2 separate regions of the Mus musculus genome follow, and region 2 is linked to region 1. Evidence: chromatin contacts called from public HiChIP or PLAC-seq data. All regions are on one chromosome and are shown on one strand. Each heading gives the region's core, a stretch centred on a gene start, on an enhancer-like site or on the middle of the called end of the contact. The rest is flanking DNA. Distances are from core to core; before and after follow the strand shown. Region 1 overlaps Poc1a (POC1 centriolar protein A). Region 2 holds the start of Rpl29 (ribosomal protein L29).

Evidence for each region. HiChIP or PLAC-seq counts read pairs in DNA pulled down with a chosen protein or histone mark.
Region 2: an H3K4me3 HiChIP or PLAC-seq map of embryonic limb bud shows a contact between it and region 1, with 2.6 times the contacts expected there. The contact joins the promoter of Rpl29 here to the enhancer-like site in region 1. A contact is called at or near these places in 12 of 39 promoter capture datasets (the C10 cell line, the HPC-7 cell line, cranial neural crest and 8 more), 1 of 15 datasets of contacts at CTCF or cohesin (large pre-B cells), 15 of 484 Hi-C or Micro-C datasets (the 3T3-L1 cell line, the AML12 cell line, B cells and 9 more), 29 of 115 datasets of contacts at active chromatin or transcription factors (the 230-238 cell line, CD4 single positive thymocytes, the HPC-7 cell line and 20 more) and 3 of 9 other capture datasets (adipose tissue, liver and pancreatic islet).

The regions. Positions count from the first base shown.
Region 1 is chr9:106,325,413-106,332,189 of GRCm38.p6, forward strand. It overlaps Poc1a (POC1 centriolar protein A), which reads left to right. Exons shown (of 11, transcript NM_027354.2): 10 at 4,461-4,604. Among named protein-coding and RNA genes, the nearest start is that of Dusp7, 40 kb to the right of the region's middle. Within about 2 kb of position 3,134, at least 64 of the 459 cell types and tissues checked have an H3K27ac peak or open chromatin away from gene starts, as enhancers often do. A contact at or near this core is called in the AML12 cell line, embryonic limb bud and neural stem cells, where this site is marked.
Region 2 is chr9:106,427,358-106,433,664 of GRCm38.p6, forward strand. Rpl29 (ribosomal protein L29) reads left to right here and starts at 2,054. Exons shown (of 3, transcript NM_001324534.1): 1 at 2,054-2,657; 2 at 2,951-3,015; 3 at 3,712-4,211. The coding sequence starts at 2,621. The coding sequence ends at 4,092. It overlaps Acy1 (aminoacylase 1), which reads right to left. Exons shown (of 15, transcript NM_025371.3): 13 at 6,210-6,289; 14 at 6,005-6,065; 15 at 5,624-5,888. The coding sequence ends at 5,724.

The sequences.
Region 1 (6,777 bases), core at 1,884-4,383:
CTCCCAGTATCCTAGGCCCTTTGTATAGTCAGCCAACCTAGAGACCAGCCAGGAAATCGACCCAGAGTGATTTCTCTGACAGCAAAGACCTACAGGCGGTTCAGGTTTGTATTTAATGAGATTTCATGGGTTGATGCCTTGTGTGCCTGAGATAGTGATTTTAATACATCCCTGCTGTGTATGAAGGGTGGAGCCCATGGTGGCATATGACAGGGAGCTGGCAGAAGGAAAGACATCCTTTAAACATGCTGGCAGAGCCTAGAATCCTACTCCAGGGTGGCCTGAGAAGAGACCCCTACAGGTCCCAAGGGAGTCTCCACATGTTTCTTGTGGGTTTGGTACTAAAATAACAATTGATGTAAATGGCGTAGTGTGGAACTGTACCTGTGGACTGACGTTGGTAGGGAGTTTACTTAGGGTGCACTGTGTTATTAGTTTCTTTTCCCCTGCTGTGGGAAAGTACCTAGCAGAAGAAGGGAAGGAAGGAAGGTTTATTTCAGCTCCCAGTTTGAGAGGATGCAGTTCGTGCTGCTGGAAAGGCATGGTGGCAGAACATGAACTAGTGGCCGCAAGCCAGGAAGCAGAAAGAGATGGATGCTGGAGTTCCGTTCAGTTCTTCTCTTTTACTCAGCCTGGGACCACGGCCTGTGGGATGTTGAAAACACCTGACGGTCAGGACCAAAGGTGTGTGCCCCGATGACTCCAAGAATAAGTATCCCACCGGAGAACCACTGTGGCCCCTAGGATGCTTCATGTTAAACTGCTGTGATCTTCGCTCTTCTGCACTGCTATTGCATCTGCAATTCCATTACTAGGGCTCTACTACCTTGGCACTTAGCTTTCCTGTGTCTGCTTTTGTGCTTATTCACAGGGCTTCTCAGGGAATGCTACAGCTCTTGAATGCTGGAGTGCAGGTGAGCGACGGCAGGGCTGTGGGGGCGGGGCTGTGGCCCTTTGCTGCAGTGCAGATGGTGAAGAGGTCTTGTCACAGGAATCTCACTGCTCCTGTGGGTTGGGCCCATCCAGACATCAAGTGTTTGTGGAGGGCCTCTGTTCTCACCTGGGCAGACATTCCAGGATAGACAGGGAGGGCGGTGATGGCAGAAACGGATCGGCTCAGAGGAGCTGCTGGCCTCCACAAAGACACTAAGGAGAAAGTGCGCAACCAAGTCCAGCTGCAGCCACTTGACCTGTCACCTGCCACAGACCGCCTGATAGCCAGGGATTTGTGCTTTGAGGTTAGATCCCAGCAGAGTGATTTTGAGCAAGTACATAACATATCAGGGTGATCTTTCCTGAGAGAACATTTAGACTGAAAAATAATAAAGCCATCCCTACCGTGAAGGAGGCTCGAGGAGTTAGTGAGGTGACGTTAGATCAGGGCGCACAGTAGATGGCAGGTAAACATCACTGGCCAGCCTCAGTGTGGTGATTCTGGGCTTTGTTCTTTTGAGACAGGATGGCCCAGACCATGGCCTAAGTTCACTTGGAGTCCCAGGCTGGCCTCACATTTGTGATCCTCCTGCCTCAGCTTCCCGAGGGCTGGGGTTACAGGGACCATGCACAGCTTCCAGAAACCCCAGCACCTTCTTAATTGTTTTCCTTTTGTTTTCTTATTACATTTTTTTTCTTTTTTTTAATTAATCCTACCACCCGGGAAGCTGAGTTCAAGGCTGGACTGGTCTATAAAATGAATTCTAGTACAGCCAAGGCTACACAGGAAACCCTATCTCAAAAAACTATACACACACATACACACACACACACACACACACACACACACACACACACACACACACACACAGTTTGTTTAAATTGAGTGTGTATGAGTGCACCAGTCTGTGTGTAGTGTCTCGTGTGCATGGAGGACAGAGGACAGCGTGTTAGTTTTTTCCTTCTGCCATGGGTTTGGGACTGAGCTCAGTAAGCACGGGTCCTCATCCTGCCATCCCATATGTCTCCACATGTAGCCCAGGCTACCCTGGAAGTCACAGCCCTCTTGGCTTAGCCTCCACCTGCCAGGATTTGCATGTCTTTCCTCAGTTTCCTTTGTTGTGGCATGAAGACAGCCCAGACCCATGGTATCCATGGGAACACATAAATCCCCTGGAGCCACTTCTCCAGCTCGGAGCACCACAGCTCCAGTCTTTGCTGCTCCCTTGGATCTGCTCAGCTTTGGCACAGACGGAGATTGCTAAAGTTGGCGCTCACTCCCCACCCCCACCTCATCATCCCCTGTTTCCAGAAGCTCAGCTCAGCACTGGCAGCTTCCGGGCTGCTCTGCAGAAACACTCAGAATTGCCATCCCTCCTTTCTGGGCAGCAGGCAGCAGGCAGCAGGCAGCACCAGCCTGGCCATCCTCAGGAAGATGCCTGCTGTCGGGACAGGATGCCTCTAACCTTCTCTCAGTAGTCTGTTCTGGTGGGTCCACAGTTCTCCTGCCTTGAGGAAGAGTGTGTCTGTCTGAAAGGAGTGGGCAGGGGCACAAGGCTTGATGGTGACTTCAGGTGAGCTCATCTAACTTACTGACCCCATTTTACAGATGAGAAGGTAGAGGTACTAGCTAGAGTGATAGAGTCAAGGCCTCTCCTCACCTGTGACAGAACCACCTGAGCCTGGAGCGCACTGTGCTGAGTCCAAGCTGTCTTGGCAAGGCTGGCAGGCTTCTGAAGTGTTTCCTTATGGAATGGGCTTCTGGGTACATTGATTCCAGGACTGGAAGAGCCCTGGTCCTGATAGCCAAGAGCTTAGGAAATGTCCACATCACACAGCAGGCATGTCAACAGTAGGCATGTGGTCACGACACCAGTCTCCTCAAGAATGTCCCTTTGGCTCACGTCTCACACTCAAGTTCTTTGGCCACCAGAGCTGGCATTTTTCAAGTTCGCATCAATATGTCCTTGAGAGTTTGTGGTTTATAAGATCAGAACTCTTTCCTGATAAAGAGAAATATTCAGGTAGATTCCACATGCTGACCTGTCATGCATTCCTTTGTCACGTGAGCCCTCTCCTGCGTCCATTCTTTCCAAGGACTATGATGTAATCCTGGTGAGCATGCCCAGGCCAGGTCATCCCCACAGCTGGGTTGACACTGAGGGGAGATGTAAACAGCCAGCTGATGACGGGTCTGCAGGCATCCCAGCGCTGTCAGGGCTGGGTGCTATCCTAGCTGAGTCCCAGTTGTCCCCAGTATACTCCACTGCCTGTGGCTCTGGGAGGTGGGCAGCTTCTGGGTGCAGTAGGCTTAGCTCTGTGGTACAAGGGTGGTCCACAAGTATGAGGAAAGGCGTGACAAGCACAGCCCACACGGGAGCCCCCTGAACAGGCAGCACCAATTCCTCTGCCTCTGTGTTCTGAAGATGACGTAGCTAGAGGAACAGGGCGGGAAGGAGGAGGCTCAGGTGTTCAGGGGCAGAGGAGCTCCTGCTGGGGAGGACAGGTACTTTTAGCAGAGTGAGAGGGTAGGCAAAGCATCCATAGGGAGAATACTGTGTGAGTGCCAGGGCACAAGCAGGAGAGGGTGTAGACGGAGGTGGATTGGATTGGACAGAGCCCAGGGGTGACATGGTACCTCTGGAGTGTCCACTAGACACGTGTGGGTCATCAAAGCTTGGGGACTGACCCAGAGCATGGGCCACTATTGCATAGTTGATCTAGCAGGATTAAGACTGTGGCATCTGCTGAGGCTGCCTCTTGACCCCATGCTGTGCTCAGGGAATAGTGCTCCATACATGCAGGCTGCTTCCTGGGACAGGAGAAGCCTTCATTCAAGTACAGAGAGGGGCTCTACTTTTATGATTTGGGAGTTTAGTCACTCTTCAAGTCATAAAAACCCAAGGGCCTCCCATTCCTGGAGTCCTGTTTGAAGCAAGCCAGCTGTGGCTGTCCTGTGGATTCTGGCTCCTGCCAGCCATCTGGGCACAAGAGTCACATAGAGATCTTTGTTTTTCCAGGGGATCTGGGGCAGGGCAGGGGTTGGAACATTCCCTCTAATTTCTGGACCACAGCTGCTGGGCCGTTGGGAGGGCAGAGTTGAAATCAAGCTGTCTGGGAGAAGAGGGGCTTCAGGGCCTTGCAGCCTTCATGTCTCTGGCTTCTCCACAAAGCATCCTGCTTGGTGCCTGAGAGTGAAGAGTTGTGAGCTGGACCAGCCTCCCTGAGGACCTCTGAGACCTGAGAGTGCTTGGAGCACCCAGGGCTCCACCTGCCCTGTGCTCAGGCCCCATCTAGTATGGACTGCTGGGCACTCAACTCCACTTCTCCCCAGTCTCTGCCATGAAAGATGGGCATGTGGACCTTGGTGTGTGGAAGGGGTGCGTATCCTGTCCCTGCTGTTCCTGCTGACATAGAAGCCATTTCCTCGGCCCTCCTGGCTTCTCAGATAATCCTCTAGAGATGGTCCTCTTCTTGTTTCCTCAACTACTAAATAGACTGAGGGCCTGGTCTCTTTCTGTCTTTAGCCAAAAATGGATTTGCCTGTCCCACCAGGCAGAGACAGGAGTCTGGAGTCAGTTCAAGGCGAGCCCCAGGAGTCCATCAGCATGCCTCAGACACTGACCAGCACCCTGGAGCACATCGTGGGCCAGCTGGACATCCTCACGCAGGTAGGGCCTGATGGGCTACACCTCTCGTCTGCATGGCTGTCTTGCTTGGCTTGATGTTGGTTGGCTGGTATTGAGTTTTCATACCAATGAGCCAGGATCACCTTGGTTGGCCTAGGCTGACCTTGAACTGGAGACCCCCTTACTCCAGCCTCACTCAGTATTGCTGTCAGAGGTGTGTGTCTGTCACCATCCCTAGCAACTGCTAAGTTTTTAAAGGCAAGCTCAGAGTGCCTTTGTGTTCCTCATGGACCATGTCCTTCACTGGATCAAAGGCATGGTGCCTGTCTTGTTATGATTTCTGTTGCTGTGATGAAACACTATGACCAAAAACAAAAACAAGTTGGGGGAAAAGGATTTATTTGGCTTATGCTTCCTCTAATGACAAACTAGAAAGTGGAAGTCAGGATAGGAACTTAAAACAGGGCAGGAGAGCCGGGTGTGGTGGTGCACGCCTTTAATCCCAGCACTCAGGAGGCAGAGGCAGGCGGATTTCTGAATTTGAAGCCAGCCTGGTCTACAGAGTGAGTTCCAGGACAGCCAGGGCTACACAGAGAAACCCTGTCTCAAAAAACCAAATAATAAAACAAAACAAACAAACAAACAAACAAACAAAAACCCAGGACAGGAACCTGAAAGCAGGAGCTGATGCAGAGGACATGGAGGGATGCTGCTTACTGGCTTGCTCAGCCTGCTTTCTTAAAGAATCCAGGACCACCAGCCTGGCTCCTCCCATGGTGGGCTGCTCCCTCCCTCCCTCATCAATCACTAAGCAAATGCCCTGGAGGTTACCAGCAGCCGGATCTTATGAAAGCGTTTTCTTAACTCAGGTTCCCTCTTCCCAGATTACTGTACGTGTGTCAAGTTGACATAGAAGCAGCCAGCACAGCGCTTACACCTTTGGTTTTAGCACCGGGGAAGCAGAGGAAGTGGGTGTTTGTGAGTTTGAGGCCAGCCTGGTCTATAATTAGTCTTCAGGCTGCTCTTAATAAGTTCTAGGCTGACCAAGGTTACATAGTATCTTAGAAAAGAAAGAGAGAGGGAGGGAGGGAGGGAGGGAGGGAGGGAGGGAGGGAGGGAGGGAGGGAGGGAGGGAGGGAGGGAGGAACAAACGAACGAACGAAGGTTGGTTTCTGTGAGTATAAAAGGGGGTGTGGGGGCCAGAATGGATCTGTTTTCCAGCTGACATTAATGAACTATCAGTGTCTTCCCTGGGATTCTGACTTTATCAAAAGCTATGGAAGCCCCAGCCACTAGACTCCAAAATCACCACACAAGTCCCTGCCAGAGTTTGCCTGCCCTGGTATGGCTGGGTCACAACAGTGCTTTGAGTGGAATACTGTCCATTCATGCTGTTCTCACCTGGCGGGAACTAGAGCCTGGGAGCTGGACTCTCTGCAAGCCTGGCTTTGACCTCAGTGCCATCTGTGCTTTGCCCAGCTGCCTGTGGGATGGCCCCTTTAGTGCTTTAAACTCCGGTGCCCTGACTGATGCACAGGAGGTCGGGGCGCTGACCTTTGCTGTCTTGGTAAGGGTTAGGGGATTTGAATCTCTGCAGAGTGCTTGGCTCTTGCCTGATTCCAGGTATCTGCTGAGTAAACATTTCCTATGGCCTGTGGTCCTCTTCAGTGAGGTAAATGTGGGTCCTGCTCTTGGGAGCTTAACTTACAGCATAGAACCTTCAGTAAGAGCAATGGCCCCCAACAAGGGTGGCAGCTTCACCGTGGTTGCCCAGAGGAGCATCACATCTGAGGGAGGCCCTGACAGAAGAGCAACCTGCCTGTGGTCTGGAGGAACCAATCCAGGGTAGCTGACATGTGGCACAAGGGGAGCAGTGGGCAAGGCAGTGTTGGAAGATGCTCTGTCTCCCTGGTGCAGTGGCTTTAGATGCCTGGCAGGGACCCTACAGATTGCTACCGTGCTGGCTTTTGTTAACGAAGCTGTAGGACAGCCTGCTAGGAAAGACTGTAAATGCAGGGAGAGGCAGAGCTGCCCCTAGCTCAGCCCTACAGGAGGCCTGCAGAGGACAGCCAATAGAAGTGGAGCTCAAGCTGCCTGCTAGTCCTTCCCGGACTCTAGGCCCTGGGCACACAGATGGGAGGCACCCACGGGAGAGGCTGAGTGGCTGTTGTTAGGGTTGTGGGACTCCAGAGCACAGTGTACAGACATTCTGGGA
Region 2 (6,307 bases), core at 804-3,303, 100 kb after region 1:
TCTAAAGTGGTAGCTGTGTGCACGAATACATGTTTCTTTAAAAGGCTGCAGCGTGTCAGACTTAGTTTATTGTCGATGGAACATTCAGCCTGATTTAGTTGTCAGTTCTGTCTATTTACAACAGAAAAGGCAGATGTGTTCTTCCCATTTACCTCTGTGCTTTTTCTATGGAACCAGCTGCCGAGGTTTTCTCTGTGTAGCCCTGGCTGTCCTGGGACACACTCTGTAGACCAGGCTGGCCTCGAACTCAGAAATCCCCCTGCCTTTGCCTCCCAAGTGCTGGGATTAAAGGCATGTACCACCACTGCCCAGCGGCTTTTAAATTCTTAAAAATCACTATTTTTATGAGCCTGTATATGGGTGTTTAAGGCAGAGGACAACTGTCAGGAGTCTATCCTGTCCTTCCACAATTGGATCCGGGGTTTGAATTCATGTTTGAGCTACAATCATTCTTACCCACTGAACTATCTGCCCAGCACACTGTTTTTGCTGTTAGAGACAGGGTGTCACCCTGCCTGGCCTAGTCCTAGCTTTGTAGCTTAAGATGATCTTGAGTCCCTGATTCTCCTGCTTCTGTATAAAACTTAGGCCCTATACACTGAGTGGGTGGTGTGAGCTACCATGCCTTTCTGGAGATAGGGTCTTTCTACATAACCCTGGCTGTCCTAGAACTCACTACATAAACTAAAATCACAGAGGCTTGCCTGCCTCTGCCTCGTGAGTGCTGGGATATCCTGACATTATAAAAGTTTTTTGGAGCTGGGCAGTGGTGGTACACGCCTTTAATCCCAGCACTTGGGAGGCAGAGGCAGGGGGATTTCTGAGTTTGCGGCCAGCCTGGTCTACAGAGTGAGTCCCAGGACAATCAGGGCTACACAGAGAAAAACCCTATCTTGAAACAACAACAAAAAAAGCTTTTCGGAGACAAGGTCTACCTGAATTACTCAGGCATCTCAGACTTACAATTCTTCAGCCAGTAGCTGTGATTACAGGCCTGTTTTCACCTCTCTAGCATCATCTCACATCTAATATATGTGAAAAGAAACCACGAGGGCTGGTGAGATGGCTCAGCAGGTAAGAGCACCCAACTGGGGCTGGTGAGATGGCTCAGCAGGTAAGAGCACCCGACTGCTCTTCCGAAGGTCCAGAGTTCAAATCCCAGCAACCACATGGTGGCTCACAACCATCTGTAACAAGATCTGACGCCCTCTTCTGGAGTGTCTGAAGACAGCTACAGTGTACTTACATATAATAAACAAATAAATAAATAAATAAATAAATAAATAAATAAATAAATAAATAAATCTTAAAAAAAAAAGAGCACCCAACTGCTCTTCCGAAGGTCCTGAGTTCAAATCCTAGCAACCACATGATGGCTCACAATCATCCGTAAGGAGATCTGACTCCCTCTTCTGGAGTGTCTGAAGACAACAACACTGTACTTACATATAATAAATAAATAAATCTTAAAAAAAAAAAAAAAAAGAAACCACGAAACTGCCACTCTGGGGAACCAGCCCAGGCTGTTGGAGTAGACTTGGACTATCGTTGCCGCTTTTCTCTCTCTAATTTTCGGCACCCTAAATCCAGTCTATTCTTTTCCCTAGTACATTCTTCACTGTCTTCAGGCAGCCAGCGCCCTTGTGTGGCAGTCTGCATGAGTCTCATAGCTCTTCTCCTCTCCTCTGCCCTCTCCAGTGCATTCCACACAGGAGCCCGGTGAGCTGTTTAAGAACACAGATTCTTCGCTCCATTAACATTCATCCCTCAAAGGCCCCCTCGGCTTTCAGAGTCTTTGGAAGTCTAGCCCAAGAGCAAAGTAGGCACTGGAGGAAGAGAAGGAAGCAAACACGGGCTGGCCGCCGTCGTGGTCCATGCTAACACCACGCTCTTAACCCCAGTAGCAAAAGCCTGCTGTTGGAGGATGAACAGTTATAACCCAGTCTAGGCTACACAGCAAGAAAGACCCGCTCAAAAAATAGCGGGGAGGGGTTAAGCAAAGAAAGAAATCTGTGACGCTAAGAGGGCGTGGCCAGGCTCTAACCCCTCCCCTTTCTAGGCTTCAACTCTTTCCGGCCTTGGAACCTTTTTTCTCCGCCAGCAGTGAGGGAAGCTTTTCCGTTGGACTTTCCGGCGGTGTCGGCCCTATTTCCCGTGCTGCACTGCGGGCCTTTCTCTTTCTCTTCCGGTCTCCGGCGCTGCGGGAGCCGCGGGTTACCGTGAGTGTTGGCCTTACGGCATCCGATGACATCCGTGACTACAGGGCGGCGGCGGGTCGCGAGGCAGGCGACACGGGTGGCAGGAAGGACAGGGCGGGCAGCTGCTTGGCTATGGGGCATCGAGATTGCCGGGCGGGGGTGGTTCCCGGTCGTCCTCAAGGAACGGATGGCGGGGAAAGCCGCCCCGGGGCCGGCAAGCTCAGTCTCAGGACCGACCTCCTTGCTCGCGTTTGAGAGGTGGGGTCGCGTTTTGTGAGTGTTGCCAGGCTGGCGGGTGTCGTAAATCGGAAGCGTCTGCTGCAGCCTCTGGTTTCTTCATGTTACCCCAGCTCAGGGCGGCAGAGGTGTGCCGGTCTGGGGAAGCCCAGAACTGATCTCGTGGCTTTCTTGCAGGTGCAGACATGGCCAAGTCCAAGAACCACACCACACACAACCAGTGTAAGTTCCTTGGGCTCCGGCTGGCGACTGTACCCCAGCGAGGATTGGGTTAGGGTTGCTAGATCAGAGCTGGAGGGAGGGCAGGTCACCCTTCAGGTGAGCCTTGAAGATGATTGTGTGTTTAGCTACTTTGGAGATTACAAATTTGGGAGCCAGGAATCCGCTTAAAAAGCCCATAGTGCTTTCCACCCATCCTTAGTGTATTCTCAAAAGACTGCCAACCATGATGTTAGGTGGTCTTATTGGAAGATACCTCATTTTTTTTTGACCTGTAAATATTTGTTACCCTACAGCCCGCAAATGGCACAGAAATGGCATCAAGAAACCCCGGTCGCAAAGATACGAATCTCTTAAGGGGGTGAGTGATGACAGTGGGTCATAAACTATCCCTTGGCTCCAGGTCTACAGGGTAGGGCCTCTTGTAAGTCATGTCTCCTCCACCACCAGCGTGTGTGTTTCGAGCTAGGATTTCTCTGTGTAGTCCTGGTTGTTCTAGAACTCACTATGTAGACCAGGCTGGCTTCGAACTCTGAGCTCTAGGGATTGTGTTGCCTAGCTTCTCCTTGTCTCCCATGTCAGACTCAACAGAAAAGCCTTCCTTGACCTTCCCAGCCCCTGGTGTAATCTCCTGAGAACAGAACTGCTTCTCTTGCTCCGTGGAGCCTTGAGGGAGGGAGGGAGTCGTTCTGTATATTGGGTACCTCATGGTCTGCGTCTAAACGCAACTCTAGTTCTGTACATTTGATTGCACCCAGATAATAGACTGGGGATAACTGAGGCTGTACTAGGTCTGTTTGCTGCCTGCAACCACGCTCTCTGATGTGAATCTGATGGACTAGGCTTGGTATCTGACACTCAGCTGAGGTGGGGGGGTGCCCCTAGACAAGTCTCAGGAAACAGCTAGGTTTCCAGAAGTTCACACCCACACCCTCCAACCTTTTTGTGGTTAAGGTTAACTTACTGTTGTTTTTACAGTAACATATTTGTGACCAGGGACTTAAGGAAGTGAACCGGGCCTGTTATATGCTACCTCATACACCTTTTCTGTTCCCAGGTTGACCCCAAGTTCCTGAGGAACATGCGCTTTGCCAAGAAGCACAACAAGAAAGGCCTGAAGAAGATGCAGGCCAACAATGCAAAGGCAGTGAGTGCGCGCGCAGAGGCCATCAAGGCCCTGGTGAAGCCTCAGGCCATCAAGCCCAAGATGCCAAAAGGCCCCAAACTCAAGCGGCTGGCTTTCATCGCTCACCCCAAGCTTGGGAAGCGGATTCGAAGCTACATGGCCAAGGGTCAGAGGCTCTGCCAACCGAAGCCTAAGGTCCAAACCAAGGCAGGGGCCAAAGCTCCAGCTAAGGCCCAGGCTTCAGCTCCAGCTCAGGCTCCCAAAGGTGCTCAGGCCCCCAAAGGTGCCCAGGCCCCTGTGAAGGCCCCATAGAAAAGGCTCCTGCCAGTGTGAAGACAGACGGACTGCTGTGACACACCTCCCCACACACTATTTGCAGATGACCAGTGTCCTATGCTGTTCTTACAAATAAACTCAGGCAAGATCTGTTAGCTTGTGTCTGTTGTCATAGGTTGAGGGTGGAGTCGCTGCCCTCTGTGTGTGGGGCAAAAGTGCAGTCTTGGATGAAAGGGGTTGCAGCTATGGGAAAAATAGTCCTTTTAGGGATGGAAGGTTGGAGCCCTGAGGTGGGACCCTGGACTGTAAGAGAGGAGCTTAATGGTTGGCTGGGGGGGGGGGGTGAGGTATTAGCCTGCTCTGCTTGGTCAACTGAGGGGATGAAGGGTCCTGCTCTCCAGCCATGCTCTGGTCTGACAGGACTGCACCTGGCTAGGGGCCACTACTAGGTTATACTCGATCTGGGAAGGGAAGAGGACACCACTTTATTGTCCTGGTAGCATGCCATTGTTCTAGGTAGGGTACACACAGGCATATAGACCTTTAAAATCTTTCCCAGTGTTCTAGGTGGAGGTCAGGACAACTTGTGGACTGTCCTGGGGAATCAGGCTAGCTTGGCAAGTGAGCCCCTGCCAACTTCATGGCCTTGCATTGGCCCAGGCTGGCATTGAATCTTTTTTCTATGTTTGAGAGATGTATGGGTGTCATGATGGAGTGCAGGTTAGAGGACAGCTGGGATCGGGACTTGACTGGCCTCGACACTGGTAGTCTTCCTGGGTGCAAAGATTGCAGCAGTGAACCGCCATTCCCAGGGTCTGGTAAGGTCTTAGCATTCTGAGCAGCCAATAAATGACCGGTGTTTCTGGGCATTCTATAGAACAGTACAGGTTACCTTCAGGACTGGCCTTAGCCCAAGCCTGGGTCCTTTGGTTTCTCAAGGGGATGCCATAATGCCATGGGTTTAACCCATGATAGGGTGGCTCTGAGGTGGATGTTAGTGGTATTCTTGCTACACATGTATGAAAACTGATCACATGGCTAGGGAGGGCAAGAGGCAGCCTTGAGAAAAATAGTCCCTTAAGGGAGCTCTGATGAAGTGGGGAGCCATAGCTCTAGTGCAGAATGTTAGGGCCTTAGTGCAAGGTTCAATGTGTAGGCAGCGCAAAGCACCGGCCCCTTCCTGTGAGCTTTTGTCTACAACTAAGGTGTATATAAAGCTCTACCTTCCTTGTCTTGTGCCTAGGAAATTTAGCTCAGTATTCAGTTCCTGGAGCCCTGGAATTGATAGCACTGTTGGGAATGGCCTGGCCTATTTCTAGGAATCTGTGCACCACTTCTCCAGACCCTCAATATCCACTTGTGATGGGAGCAGTATTTGACCTTGCCGGTCAGGTCAGAAGTATGCTGGGTTTCTGACACAGGAGCTAGGGCCTCTGGCTGGGCACAGATGTGGTGTAGTACTACTGAATGAGGTGTCGTGCCAAGGTCTCCAAATCAGGCTCAGTTTTTCCATCTATGAAATGGAGATAAGTCCCCAGATAAATCTATTCCATGACTGTCCACAGTATTAAGAACATCCCATCCAATGCTGGCTTTATTACTGGGCAGGGGAAACAGATCCTTGGCAGTGGTAGGACTGAGAGTACAAGAGTTGGAAGCCCTGGGGCTCAGCTTTCACTAGGCAGGGTGGGCACACTAGCAAGTGCAGAGAGGAGGCCTGTATATATGTCAACCCCACGGAGAAATATATCCTCATGCAGCCGTTCATTATGGTCATGTAGCAGGACAGGTGTGCGGTTCATGGGCGAGAAGCCCAGAGCTGGGATCCCCACCTGCAGGGGTGATAAAACACTGTTAGGAGAAAGCCAACCTTCAGATCCCTGACTGCTCTGCCCTGCCCTGCCCTGCCCTGCCCTGCCCTGCCCTGCCCTGCAAGTGAGTAGCTCACCGCCCGGATAAAGCGGCTGTCAGTGGCAGCAGGAAAGATCTCTGGCTCCAGAGTGAGGTTCCTGAAGGGGAAGGGCCTGGTAAATGGGGAGGAAGGCAGGGGTGGGGGGACCTAGCCGGGTGCAGGATGGTGGGAAAGCTGGGAGACAACAGGAAGGAGAGGTTCTGAGATGTGGGCGATCGGGAGAGGGCTGGTCAGTGCTCACATTGCCTTGCAGGCTCCGCTGAAAGCTGCCCACCAGGGATCTGAATCATCCGTGGGTGTCATTCGAGGCTCTGTAAACTTCTGGAGAAGGGGAGGGAT